2 separate regions of the Columba livia genome follow, and region 1 is linked to region 2. The links are chromatin contacts, called in public Hi-C maps. All regions are on one chromosome and are shown on one strand. The core of a region is the stretch at or near the end of the contact, and the rest is flanking DNA. Distances in the headings are between cores, read along the strand shown. Region 1 overlaps OSBPL5 (oxysterol binding protein like 5). Region 2 holds the start of SLC22A18 (solute carrier family 22 member 18).

Region 1 (5,974 bases), core at 2,197-4,696, 190 kb after region 2:
GATTCATTCAAACTGCAACACACAGTTCATTACTTGCTTCAATTCCATTTACAAAGTCAGATTACTTTAGGCCTTTTAGATAAGGTAAAAACATCCTCCAGGACTCAAAATAGGGTGTGCAGCCAAGGAGAGTATAAGAAACTGATTTCCTGAATACTAGGGTTTTTATCACAGAAACAGTGGAATATTCTCCATCAAAATTCTCCCCTCCAAACTGCACTTTGCAAAAGCTGCTCTACTTACCCACCCCTATGCAGAATTGCTGCTGGCAATAGGAGCCCACATACCAGAGAGATACAGAGCACGCACTAACAACTGTACTCGGCTGATCAGAGAACTGAAATGCCAATCAGGAAAGATATTTCCATTTACAGAAGCAAAGCAGTGGATTGTAGCATATGGGAAAAAAATGACATTATGGGATACATTCTCTTTTCAGCACTACTGCTACTTTATTTCAGCAGATGGTGGTCCTAAGTCAGCCCTACACTAGAAAAGGCAAATTTAAAAATCAATAGAAGCAAGTATTTTTTCACACACATACACACCCCCACAGTAACCTGGGGAATGTGCTTCCCCCAGAAAATGCTGTGTGGAAGAACTCAGGTGAAAGCAAGGACAGGACAATTACATGTAAGAAGAATATCCAGATTCTAACAGCATCCAAGGGAAAGCACAGAAGGTGCAGCAAGCATCATGTTCAGTGATCCAGGCTTTATAGAATGAGGAGAAAGCCAAAATTCTCTCTCAAGTAGCCTATAGCATCTCCATTTGAAAAAGCAGATGCAGTTCATATGGCAGATGGCAAACATGATCACATGGGCCAGAGGTCAGACACTGTAAAGTATTTACTAAATGCCCATTTTTTTCAAGTGATATTTAGCATGGGCTTCAGTTTTCCCTATTTATACAATTCTTGGCACACATATCATCTCTTCCAAGGCCTCGCCTAGATCGCAGGTGCTGGCTGACCTTCTCACTTTGACCCTCCTCTGAATAATTCTTACCCAAGTCCTCAGGCAAAATTTCCCTTGGGCAAAGCAATACGAAAAGATTTCCAGCTATACAAGGAGTTTCAGAGGATCTAAACAGGCTCCGGATCTTGAAGAGTTTTGTTACCTGCTGTAGTGCATCTCCCTCTCAAAGCAACATTTTTCTCCTCAATACATGGGAGTGTTCTGTCAAGGTTGAAGTCTCTCCATGATGGGGCTTTTCTCAGGCCATTCTGGCCATGTTCCAATTTTGATTATAGCTTAATGTTGAAAGGTTCCATCCCTGGTTCTCCCTCTCTCTCTTTTTTTTTTTTAATTAAAAAAAAAAGATAATAAGGCATTGCTAGTTAGAGCCAGATTAAAAACCAAACCAACAAACAACACAAGACTCAGAATGGAGAACTGGCATCAGCTTTTCAGAAGATCTCAACTTCTAACTACGCACTGAAATAAGCTCATGATTTTAACACGCCAAGCAAGCCATACTGTGACAGTCACAGCTCAGCTTCTGGAGAAGCTCAGCTTCTAGAGTTCTTTTGAAAGTGTTGTCTACAGCTTTCTGTGCCTGTAGAAAATCTTTCTTTTAAATCCATATATGTATGTGTGCATATATGTCTATGTGTGTGTATATATAAACTGCAAGATTTTTAATTTACAGTTCTACTGTAAAACAAAACTAAGATCATAAATCAGACAGACAACGACTGCTATACTCCAGCAGTAATAATTCACTATCAGACATTACATGTCTTCATCATTCCAGTGCCAGGATGTTACTTTTCTTTTTTTGTTGTTTTTTGCTAGCAACTAGCAAGTGTAATGACTGATAACTAAATACACTGGAAGTACAGAGTACAGCACATGCATAAGTTTAAGATAATAAAGGAGAAAAAAGGTGAGGAGAGAGGTGTCTAGAGAGATTATCCCAAGATTCCTCAGCAAAGATACTTCCTGGATGATAAGTCCAAGAAGTTATTAGTTGCTGAGCATTTAAATTTATTTCTGATTTATTTCTTAATTTTTCAATATGTTTGCCTGTGGCTGCTATGCTCCCTTACCTAGTGCAGGTTTTCTCCATGGAGTAAAAATGTTTGAAAGAACAATTCATTATAAGGCTTATGGTTCATGGCTGAGAAGTAGCACTTGTTTCTATTTCACATTTGTAAGAAGAGTGTTTTTCAGTGTCACCTGTCTCACACTTGGGAAATCTTTCAAGTTTCAGAAGAGCAAATGACTCCCTCAGCTTCCTCTGCTCTCTCCTATTATTTTTTGAGGATTTCAGGTTTAGTTAAAGAGGGAATTAAATTCACATGAAATCCCACTCAACTGTGCGCTGATTACCCACCAGCCACAAACAAGACAAGACTTAACACATCCAGAACCAAGGAGTCATTCTGGAGAACCAAAGTGAAAACAGGTGCTCCTCATTCTGAGCATGAGGAACAAATCTGAGACATTGAAGTGGAGCCAGGCTCTTCTGTTCCTCCAAACAGAATCATCACCGAATACATACGATATTCTAAAAACAAAAGCCACATCATGAGCTTGAACTACACTCAATATGAAGACTTCTGATGGGATTTGGACCAGGCTTTAAAAGCTGGGAAAGAATGACTATGCTAAAAGTCAACACTGGATTTCCACCATGAACATGAATCATTTGGCATTTTTAATGGCTAATTTACTGTTTCAGTATATTGTGAGCTATCTTATACCATAGTTTTATTCTCTAGGGCATTCCTGGTAACTTTAGTAGGTGACCAGGACTTCTTTGGGTTTGATACCACTCTTCTACACAAAGCAAAAAATCCTTTGGCTCTTGTTAAACAGGAAAACCAGCCAGATTCTTGGGGTTGCTGGAGTTAAGACATGGAAGCCACAAGAAATACAACTTCATATTAAAAAGAAGAGTACCTGTTGCACTGAAGGCCTCGTCTTAAATCACAGATTTACACAGTATTTTAGCCTTTGATTCACTTGCACAGTTCTCTCCCTCTCATTTTTGTACACTACTAAAGACACACATTTTAAAATCACTATATAATCTTGACTTCTTTCCCAGCGGGAATGGAGCAAAGCAGCCAGCAGACAAATGCAACTTTGGCTCAACAGAAGATTCGCCTTTGCCAGCTCCCTTGGGTTTTGTTCTCCCTATAATATCCATGATCTCCCTTTTCTTTTTCTTTTCTTGACAGAGCAGTTTGGCTAATTTGAAGATAGAGTTAAATGTAATTAACTGCCCCCCTAACAAGAGCATGCCAGTTTAATTGGTAAGATTCCCTGTAGGGAAGGCATTTAATTAGAATGATTGAATCCCTATGAGGAAGCCACTGTCAGTGGTAAACCTAAAAACCTTTGCTCAGCACTTGTACAGCTTTGGTTTTGCGTATTCCCTTCTTTAAATGTTCTTTATTGCTCCAGGGATGGCAGCAAGTCATCTCCCTGTCCCCCAGCCATCAACTCCCCTGGGCTTTAAGCACTGGGCAAAGTCTAGGTACATATTAAAACCAGTAGTAGGACTCCGAAAGGAGAGTGTATTGTCCAGACAAACAGATTCTGAACACCCAGCGTGAACCAGACTCACTAAAATCTGAGTCTGTCAGAAAAGATCTGGTTCCAATTGTGGGTACTCTGTCTTGCTGAAAATGCTGCCACATGTGCTACTGCTGAGCCCCATCATTCAAGAGGGCTTTTAATGTGGAACAACTAAGAGGTAAAACAGAGGCACCATTTTAGCATAATTCATGCATCATATTTTGTAATATTTTGTAATACAACTATAACTCTATCTTCTGCACATCCTTACAGTAGCCATGAGTCTGCCTGTATGTTTTCAGTGCCACAGGCTCTTAGGATTTCTGTACACACATCCACCAGCCGAAAAACAAGTCCACTGCATTCCTGGATTCTTAGCACAGCAAGTACAGTCCTAAGAGACTCTCTCTTAGGCAGAAAGAAATTAGAACATAAAGTATTACGGAAGAAGCCCAAGAACAACAGAAGTATATGCACAAGTACTATGTGACACACCCTGGCAACACACCAGATTGCCTGCTCTTCTACCATTGCTCTTCAGTAAAGCTCTTCTTCAAACTCTAGCTAAAAACCCAAACAGCAGGACTGGAGAACACCTGCTGTGAATATCACAGCCTAAGGGCAGACCAAAATGCTGCCATGGGACCAGAGATACCTCGGCTCTCAGAAGAGGACTCAGATCCCTGCTGTTATTATAACAGAGCCTAAGAAAACAGTTAAAGTGAGGTCCCACTGTGCAAGCCATCATCTTTGCGGGGTGCAAGAATTACCACCTTAAAAACTGTGTAACCAATGGTGCATTGCTGTGAACCCTAAGAGTCAAATTCCTATCAGCAGAACTAGAAAAAGACACTACATCTCCCTGCTCCCACTCCAAGGGCCAAGTGTCTACACCAGAGGGATTTTTGAAGTTGACTATTTAGCTATAAGCAACAGATAAGGCCTGGGGTTTTTTAAAGCTTACAGAGCTTTGATATGAGTTGTTCCAAAACGCTGCAGTAATACTAGGAATATGAATAGGAAGAAGGCTGCGCGGACATTTTTCCCTTATGTAAAAATTTATCTGATGCATCAAAGAAGAAATTGGAAACCACTCAAAACCCCTGTAGAGAGAGAAAGTAATTATAAAACTGAGGATGCAGTCTGTGCACTCTGCTGACTATGACACAGTATTACTAGAAAAAAGAACACATTATTAAAAAATAGATCAGACCCAGAGCCGTATGTGCTAGCCAACAGACACCATTAGTGATTGTGTGAGGAACCACAGGTCTACTGTAGTAGATGGATTCTGTAGTCTTTACTTAGGAAAGCTATTTTTCATGCCAGCATCTCCAGACAGCATTTTGGCCCAAGTAGGCAACAGCAGAAAATTGTTTATGTACACATGAGCACAGCTGAAGTTCCCCCCAGTCTGTGTGCTCAAGCGTCAGGTGACAACAATCCTCATATGCACCAAACCCACTAGTGATGGATGCAGCAGAAGAACATACAGGCTGGTTTTTAAACAGGTTTTCTTGGTGGACTCTGGCTGGATTATGCTAAAGTTAAAAGAATGACAAAGTGTGAGGCATGCAACAGCTCTCTGTGCATTAAGAAGTGATAGTGCCATCTTACTGGAAGAACTCCTGGTCTGAGATGGTGCTTGTGTGCAAGAGGTGGTTGAGCCCTGCATGTGCAGAATCACTCGAACAGTTCATTTCTCCATCCTTTCCCTGCTTGGAGGCACTGAGCCGGAAGAGGCTGGAGCAACGCAGGGCAAGTTCCAAAGCATCCAGCCAGCATCGGCCTGTGAAAACAAAAGGAATTATCTAAGCACAGGAGAGTAAATAAGACAATTCATTCATTGCTTCTCAAAAGCTTGTTGCCTAGGAGTAAAGCTCATTAGAATTCAGGAAGTCATTGTGTACAATAACCTATTTTTCATATACATAATCCCTAGGTTATCTTGCCAGAAATGGTGCATTTTAGTGGCTGCATGAAAGGCACATCTGCACAGGTAATACAATGGGAAGCTGTCCTGGTTTCGGCTGGGATAGACTTAATGTTCTTCCCAGCAGCTGATTTAGTGCTGTGGTTTGGATTTATCATGAGAATACTGCTGGTAACACACTGATGTTTTAGTTGATCCTAAGTAGTCAAGAACTTTTCAGTTTCACGTGCCCTGCCAGGTGCACAAGAAACTGGGAGGGGGCACAGCCAGGACAGCTGACCAAAACTGGTCAAACGGATGTTCGACATCATATGACACCATGCTCATTATGTATTTTTGGGGAGGGAGAAGGAAGAGGAGGATGTGTGGAGTTACAGCATTTGCGTTCCCCAGTAACCATTACGTGTGATGGAGCCCGGCTTTCCTGGAGATGGGTGAACACCTGCCTGCCAATGGGAAGGGTGAATAAATTTCTTGTTTTGCTTTGCTTGCCTGCGTGGCTTTTGCTTTACTT
Region 2 (6,342 bases), core at 1,737-4,236:
AGTTCATTCCCAGAGGTTGCTATCACACCAGGCACCGAGTTTAGGTCACCAGTTCTCAGAACTGTATCTTTTGCCCCAGAGACTGAAAATTAAACTTTTTTTAAACAAACAAACAAACAAACAAACAAACAAAACAAACAACCACAAAACCCTCTATTTCCCTTGTCAATGCCAGTAAAAAGAATGTAAGTCTGAGTGAGAGCATGTGGCTGGTTAGCTGTCTGCGTTGTATGCCCTGGGCAGGACGAGGCTCATATTTGGTGCATGTCATTGCTTCTGTCAGTCGCCTTGCTGGAATCTGTTTTCAGTTGCTGCTGAGACAAACTCACCAGTCAAAATATTGACGCTTTTCAAGTCCAAGTCAGCAAAGTTTCCCGTAAGCAGTGTTTTACATTGCATTTGCATGAGTTGCTTTTTTGGTTGTCTCAAAACCTCCATAAACAGAGTTCAGTCATTAATTTTACTCTTCTATTCAATGCTGGTAATTTGTACATTGTGCCTATCCAGCGCAAACCAGGGAGTACAATGTTGGTGCTATGCTGCAGGACATCCAAAATGTAGGCAAATCCATTGTTTTGTGCTGAGATGAACCTAATGTTGAGCACTGATATTTTGCTAAATTAGGATACATGCTGGGTAATCTTCCTTCTTCGGTAACAAATACAACTTCTATGGTGTTGTGAGTTGGGTCTGTTTGAGTGCTTGTATCTCTATAGGAAAGTCATTCTTTAAAGGTGCTTTTTTTACTCATGCTCCAGCTGAGTTTGCGAAAGGTTGTTTCTGTCCAGCATCCAGTGACACTGTACCTGCCCCTGGTAAAACACTAAACCTTTGGTCTTCCCCCTTCTTCACCAAGAGATAGAGCCTGGCAGCCCTCACCAAATCTTGGGGCTCTCTGGTGACATGTGCTGAATAAAAAGGTATGTCTGGAGATCTTACAGTTCCCTCTCCCTGGGCTTGGTTGGAAATGTGGAAGCCCTGACAGCCACTTGGGATCCAAGTCAGCAAATGTCTGTGTGTGTCCCTGTAATTGTATTGCTTGTGTCGGCCTTCACAGTGAGTCAAGCCTCCACTTCTGAACAGAGGTGTTACTAAATTAGAGGGACTGGCTGACATGGTCAATGACAGAGCCTCAAGCTGGAGGGACTGCATGAAATATGAGAGCTGGATCAACCAAAACCTCAAGGTTTTCAACAAGTTGAAAGGGGTGACAATTTTCCTCAAGCCTGCGGCAGAATATCCACCTGCATCAATGCCAGCTGAGGACCAGCTGGACACGTAGCAACCCTTCCATGAAGACCATGGGTGATGGTGATGCTGTGTGAGCCAATGGTGCATGATCATCAGGAGTAGGGCAAACCATATCATGGGCCATTTGACAAGGAACATGTCCAGGATGTCCAGGGAAGTTTTTATTCCTTCTTGCTTGGTGGTAATGAGGCTGACCCAGCATTGGGCCCCCCAGTTCAAGAGAGTTGTGGACAAACTGGATTGGACCTAGTGGAGGGCTACCAAGAAGGTCAGGGGTCTAGAGTACCTAATCTTTGAAAGAGGTAGAAGGCATTCTGTTGGAGTGAATAAAGGACTCCGCACTCTGATTCAATGTGAATCACACTAGAGCCATTTATTACAGAAACAAGCCTCCTTATATATGCAACTATTCTCTGATCACACGTCCACGCTCCAAGCATGCATTTGCTAATTGGATATCATCTATGGTCACGAGCTGTCCACGCGCTGAAGTCTCACTGCTGATAGGTCCATTGATTTGCACCACGTTGAGGCCTTGTTATTGCGGAGTTGCTTCTCTCTCACAGAAGGTCCCGTTTACTGCTCTGAGTTGGCCTTGAAATTCCTGGCTGGTTCAGTAACAAGTCTCCATCTAACAGCAACCCCTCCACAGTATTAGGCTTGTTCAGCCTGGCAAAATGGAGGCTGGGGTGATCTAACAGAAGCCTGCATCTACTTGAAGGGCAACTGCAGAGATGCTGCAGATTCTTCTTGATAGTGGCAGCTGACACCATGAGGGACAACAGCCACAAGCCACAGCTTGAGAAATTCAAACTGGACATTAGGAAAAACTTATTTCTCAGCTATTTAAGGAGGGGGGAAAATCTCTTTTCTTAAGAGATTTTCAGAGTTCGTCTAGAAAAAGCCACAACCGAGCTGATGTGTTCAAGCAGAAGGGTGGATGAGACCTCCTGAGGTTCCATCCTACTCAAAGTCCTGTGATTCTACAAAATCAGGGCATTAACATCTTTTATTTATTTTTCTCTTTATTTTAAAGACAATGCTCAACCAGACTTCCATGATTCAACAAGTAAGAAAACAAAGAAATAAACCCCCAAGCAAACAAGCAAGCAGGCAAACAAATAAAATCCTAAGTAAACAAGCAAGCAAACAAACTAGCAAAACCCCCAAAGGACAAATGAGTCTTGTTTATTTAATTCCCCAGTCTGTAATCAGTCTCATGATTTATATGGATTTAATACTACTTTTTTTTTTCTTCTTCTTTTTTTTTTTTTTTTTAAATGTTTTTTGCATTGGCTGGTAATTTGTAGCCTTGAGTGGAGTCACATGTGAACATTTGCTAGCTTGGCCTCTATAAATTTGCAGCACCTGGTAAGTGAAGGAAAAGGGTTTAGCTAGAAGTGTAGATGAGAACAGTTCTAACTGTGTGTAAGGCCTGTGCTTGATTCAGGATCTGTATACATCTACTTGAAGCATGAGGACTTGGAAATAGCTGTTCTGTTATAAACTTCACTTGCAACCTCCAAAAACAAAATCAATGTGTCTTTCATGAAGAATTAAAACAATCATGTTTTTCCAAGCCACTAGGGGCAATAAAAGTGAAAGAAATGAAACAGTTAAAAGAGTTGAAGAGTTTGTCACGTGCTCTTGTTTGGGGCAATGTCCACTTCCGCTCATGCTGGGATTCTCAAGCCCGTCTTTGCTGTGATGATCCTTGAAGCAATGAGCCCACTTGAGATGAGGCTGAAGAATGAGATCCATGGCTTGATGCATAGTTACCTTTGATCCTGCCTGGCAAGTAAGCAAAGGGGAGGAGAAAAAACAGAAGAAAAGAAAAAGGAAAACACTGACACACTGACTCAGCACCTTTCACACTGTAAGGTTTGAACTGTTTGCACAGCTTCTGCACCTTGCCTGTGCTCCGTGTTCCCAGCTACAAAGCACATTTGTGTCGCCTTCCAGCCTGTCGTCCTGCAGTAAGTCACTCCATGAGCACTATGGATGCAAAAGCCATCTCTGGAGGTGAGGAAGAAGCCTCAGGAATGAGGAGCAAGACTCTGGATGAGAGCGGCCGCTTGGGAGAGATCAACAGGAAACAAGCTATCCATATTGCCTACCTGATTGCAACTCTGGATCTGACCTTCCTCTTCATGCAGTTTGGAGTCATGCCTGTGAGTATGGGTTGTCCTGTTTCACAGCATGTCTTGCATTCGATGCCAATCTATGTTGCTTTCCAGCAAAGTCAAAAGAGAGTTTCTAGCAGGAGAGGGGAAAGTGTACTCCTGCCTAGCAGGCAAGCTATGACTGTGTTCAGGGTGTTCCCAGGCAGTAAAAGCTGGTTTGTTATTTGTACTGCAGTAGCACCTAGAGCCCTTTCTTGGCCTGATGGCCTGGGGTGAAGAAGTTGTAGTTTGTGTCTTCTTGCTGGTGGTGGGAGAGCAATCCAACAAGCAGGCAGCAGAAATGAGGGATTTCAGATCAGAGCTGGGTTTAATAAGGACATAAGAAACCAGCTGTGCATGGGAATTGTTGCTTCTCACTTACTGGACCCTTGTCTGGTGTCACGGAACCATTTAGGTTGGAAACAACCTTTATGATCATAGAGTCCAATCATTAACTTGACGGTGCCAAGCCCACCACTAAACCATGTCTCTAAGTACCATGTCTACATGTCTTTTTAATACCTCCAGGGATGGTGACTCAGCCACTCCCCCTGGCAGACTGTTCCAATGCTTTATAACGCTTTCAGTGAATAAATTTTTTCTAATATCCAATCTAAACTTCCTCTGGTGAAATTTGAGGTCATTTGCTTTCCTCCTATCACTTGTTACATGGGAAAAGAGACCAACACACACCTTATTAGAACCTTCTTTCAGGTAGTTGTAGAGAGCAATAAGGTCTCCCCTCAGCCTCCTTTTCTCCAGATTCAACAGCCCCAGTTCCCTTAGCTGCTGCTCACAAGACTTGTGCTCCAGACCCCTCACCAGCTTTGTTGCCCTTCTCTGAACTCTCTCCAGCACCGCAATGTCTTTCTTGTAGTGAGGGGCCCAAAACTTAACACAGCTGGGGTCTTGCCAGTGCCAAGTACAGGGGGATGATCACTGCCTTAGTCCTGCTGGTCACGCTATTTTTGACACAAGCCAGGATGCTGTTGGCCTTCTTGGCCACCTGGGCACACTGCTGGCTCATGTTCAGCTGACTGTTGACCAACACTTCCAGGTTATTTTTTGCCAGGCAGCTTTTCTGCTCTTGTGAGCTCATGGATCTGTGATACACATTCACCCCTCTCTCTGATAAGCCGCTGCCTTCTGGGAGTTGTATCTACTGGTTTTCTGCCTCCAGAGGCAAACTGCTCCTTACCCTGGGGGCTAAATCACTCCATGGTGCCCTCAGCCTGTAGGCTGAAAGTTTGTTTTTGGGAGATTGGTGTATTTGATCACCAATTGATTACAGAGGATCTGGGGACCTGGGTGCAGATCATGTACTAGGGAAGCAGGCAAGATTAGGGCACCTCCACACCTCCTGAGAGCTGAATTTGGCTGAGAGTTTTAAACAACTCTTAGCAGACAGCACAAAACAAAAATGTGAATCAGAAATAGCTGTCCCTTGAGTGTACAATTTTTAAATAAAAAAACCTCAGAGGACTGTGGATCTTCAGGGTGTGCAATGGTGGTTTTTTACAAGCTCCAGTTGTGGCTGTATAATCCAGATTATACATAAAGGCTGATATGGTGCTTGCATTGATTCCAGCTTGCTCAATTAAACAACAGCTCCAAGACCTTACCACAGTCACCTTCTGGGTGGTGCTCAGGCTGCCCCAGGTATCTCATTCCCCTAGCAGTAGCAGGATATTGCATTGGACTGCAAAGGTAAAGGGCGGTTCAGATTTGTCACCTTGTACAAAATTGATTTCTTCCATTTATCTTCCTTAGTGGATGGTGTGGGATGGAGGGGTTTAGTCTTTATTAAGCACCCAGTGTCTGACCCAGTGTCTCTAGGTATGGGGAATTGAAGGAAGTGCTTTTTTGAGCTGTAGTCTCCTCCACACAGACATTAAGCTCTTTATTCGAAAATACAGCATACTTCATTTCCTATGACCTGTTTTGTTTTGTTTTGGTTTATTTCTTTTTTAGTACTTGGCAAAGAGCCTAGGTTTGGATTCAGTGGGGTTTGGCTACCTTCAGACAACCTTTGGTGTCTTCCAGCTTGTGGGAGGTCCGATTTTCGGAAGGTGAGAACAGTTCTCATGACCCTTTTCATAGCTGAAAAAGGCCAGGCATTTTTATACTTTAGTAAAAATATCAAATAGTTCTGGTTTGTGGTTCTGTTGAAATGTTGAAGTTTTCATAAATGTGCAAAGGGAAAATAAATACTATACACAGAAATACCACAACACAGAAGCAGCCTTTATAGTAACTTAGCTATGTTTTAATGACACACATTTAAGTGTAACAATGTACTGGGAATGGGCTTGCACCATCAGGGTCTTTGGAGCCCAAGGTCCTAACAGCTTAACCCTGCAAATTTTTTACAGCCATGTGTAACCTTATAAATGTCTTGTGACTGGGAAACCAAAAAAATAGGGTATTTATTGATGTTAAGTAGAGCTGTCAAAGAAAATAATCAAGGGTCGTGTTATTTCTACAGCTGAATCTCACTGTATCTGTATGTGTTTAGTACAAAGCTAGACTTGCATGAATGTTTAAGAAATTATGCATCTATAAGCTCATCTATCAAAATAAGAAAAGAGTGGAAAAGACTCAGGCTTTCTGTACCTCATGGAACACACACTTTTGTTCCTAATGAAATGTAAACAGCCCTCCCCCCAAAAAAATGGCAGGGCTATGTAATCCAGTGATAAGAAACTAAAATGAAGCTGAGAAAGGCTAGCCTTTCTTCTTAGTCTTGGTACTGATCAACAAAGAAATAAATACATATGGAGCTGCTGTGTGCCTCAGTTTCCCTGGATGGCATTTACCATTCTGTTTGATTTAGATTGTGAGCTTTACAAGATCCCCTGGTACATGGGGTATAGCTCTTCAAGGATCTGATCTCTAAAACCACTTGGACTCTACCATAACACAGGTTTTA

Evidence for each region. A called contact is a pair of places that touch in the nucleus more often than the background predicts.
Region 1: a contact with region 2 is called in a Hi-C map of crop, with 2.5 times the contacts expected there. The contact joins the enhancer-like site here to the promoter of SLC22A18 in region 2. A contact is called at or near these places in 2 of 2 Hi-C or Micro-C datasets (crop and liver).

The regions. Positions count from the first base shown.
Region 1 is chr5:53,271,110-53,277,083 of bColLiv1.pat.W.v2, forward strand. It overlaps OSBPL5 (oxysterol binding protein like 5), which reads right to left. Exons shown (of 23, transcript XM_065065193.1): 9 at 5,145-5,316; 10 at 1-12. Among named protein-coding and RNA genes, the nearest start is that of CARS1, 38 kb to the left of the region's middle. Within about 2 kb of position 3,447, at least 1 of the 3 cell types and tissues checked has an H3K27ac peak away from gene starts, as active enhancers do.
Region 2 is chr5:53,079,920-53,086,261 of bColLiv1.pat.W.v2, forward strand. SLC22A18 (solute carrier family 22 member 18) reads left to right here and starts at 2,987. Exons shown (of 11, transcript XM_005499249.3): 1 at 2,987-3,127; 2 at 3,214-3,422; 3 at 5,385-5,482. The coding sequence starts at 3,240.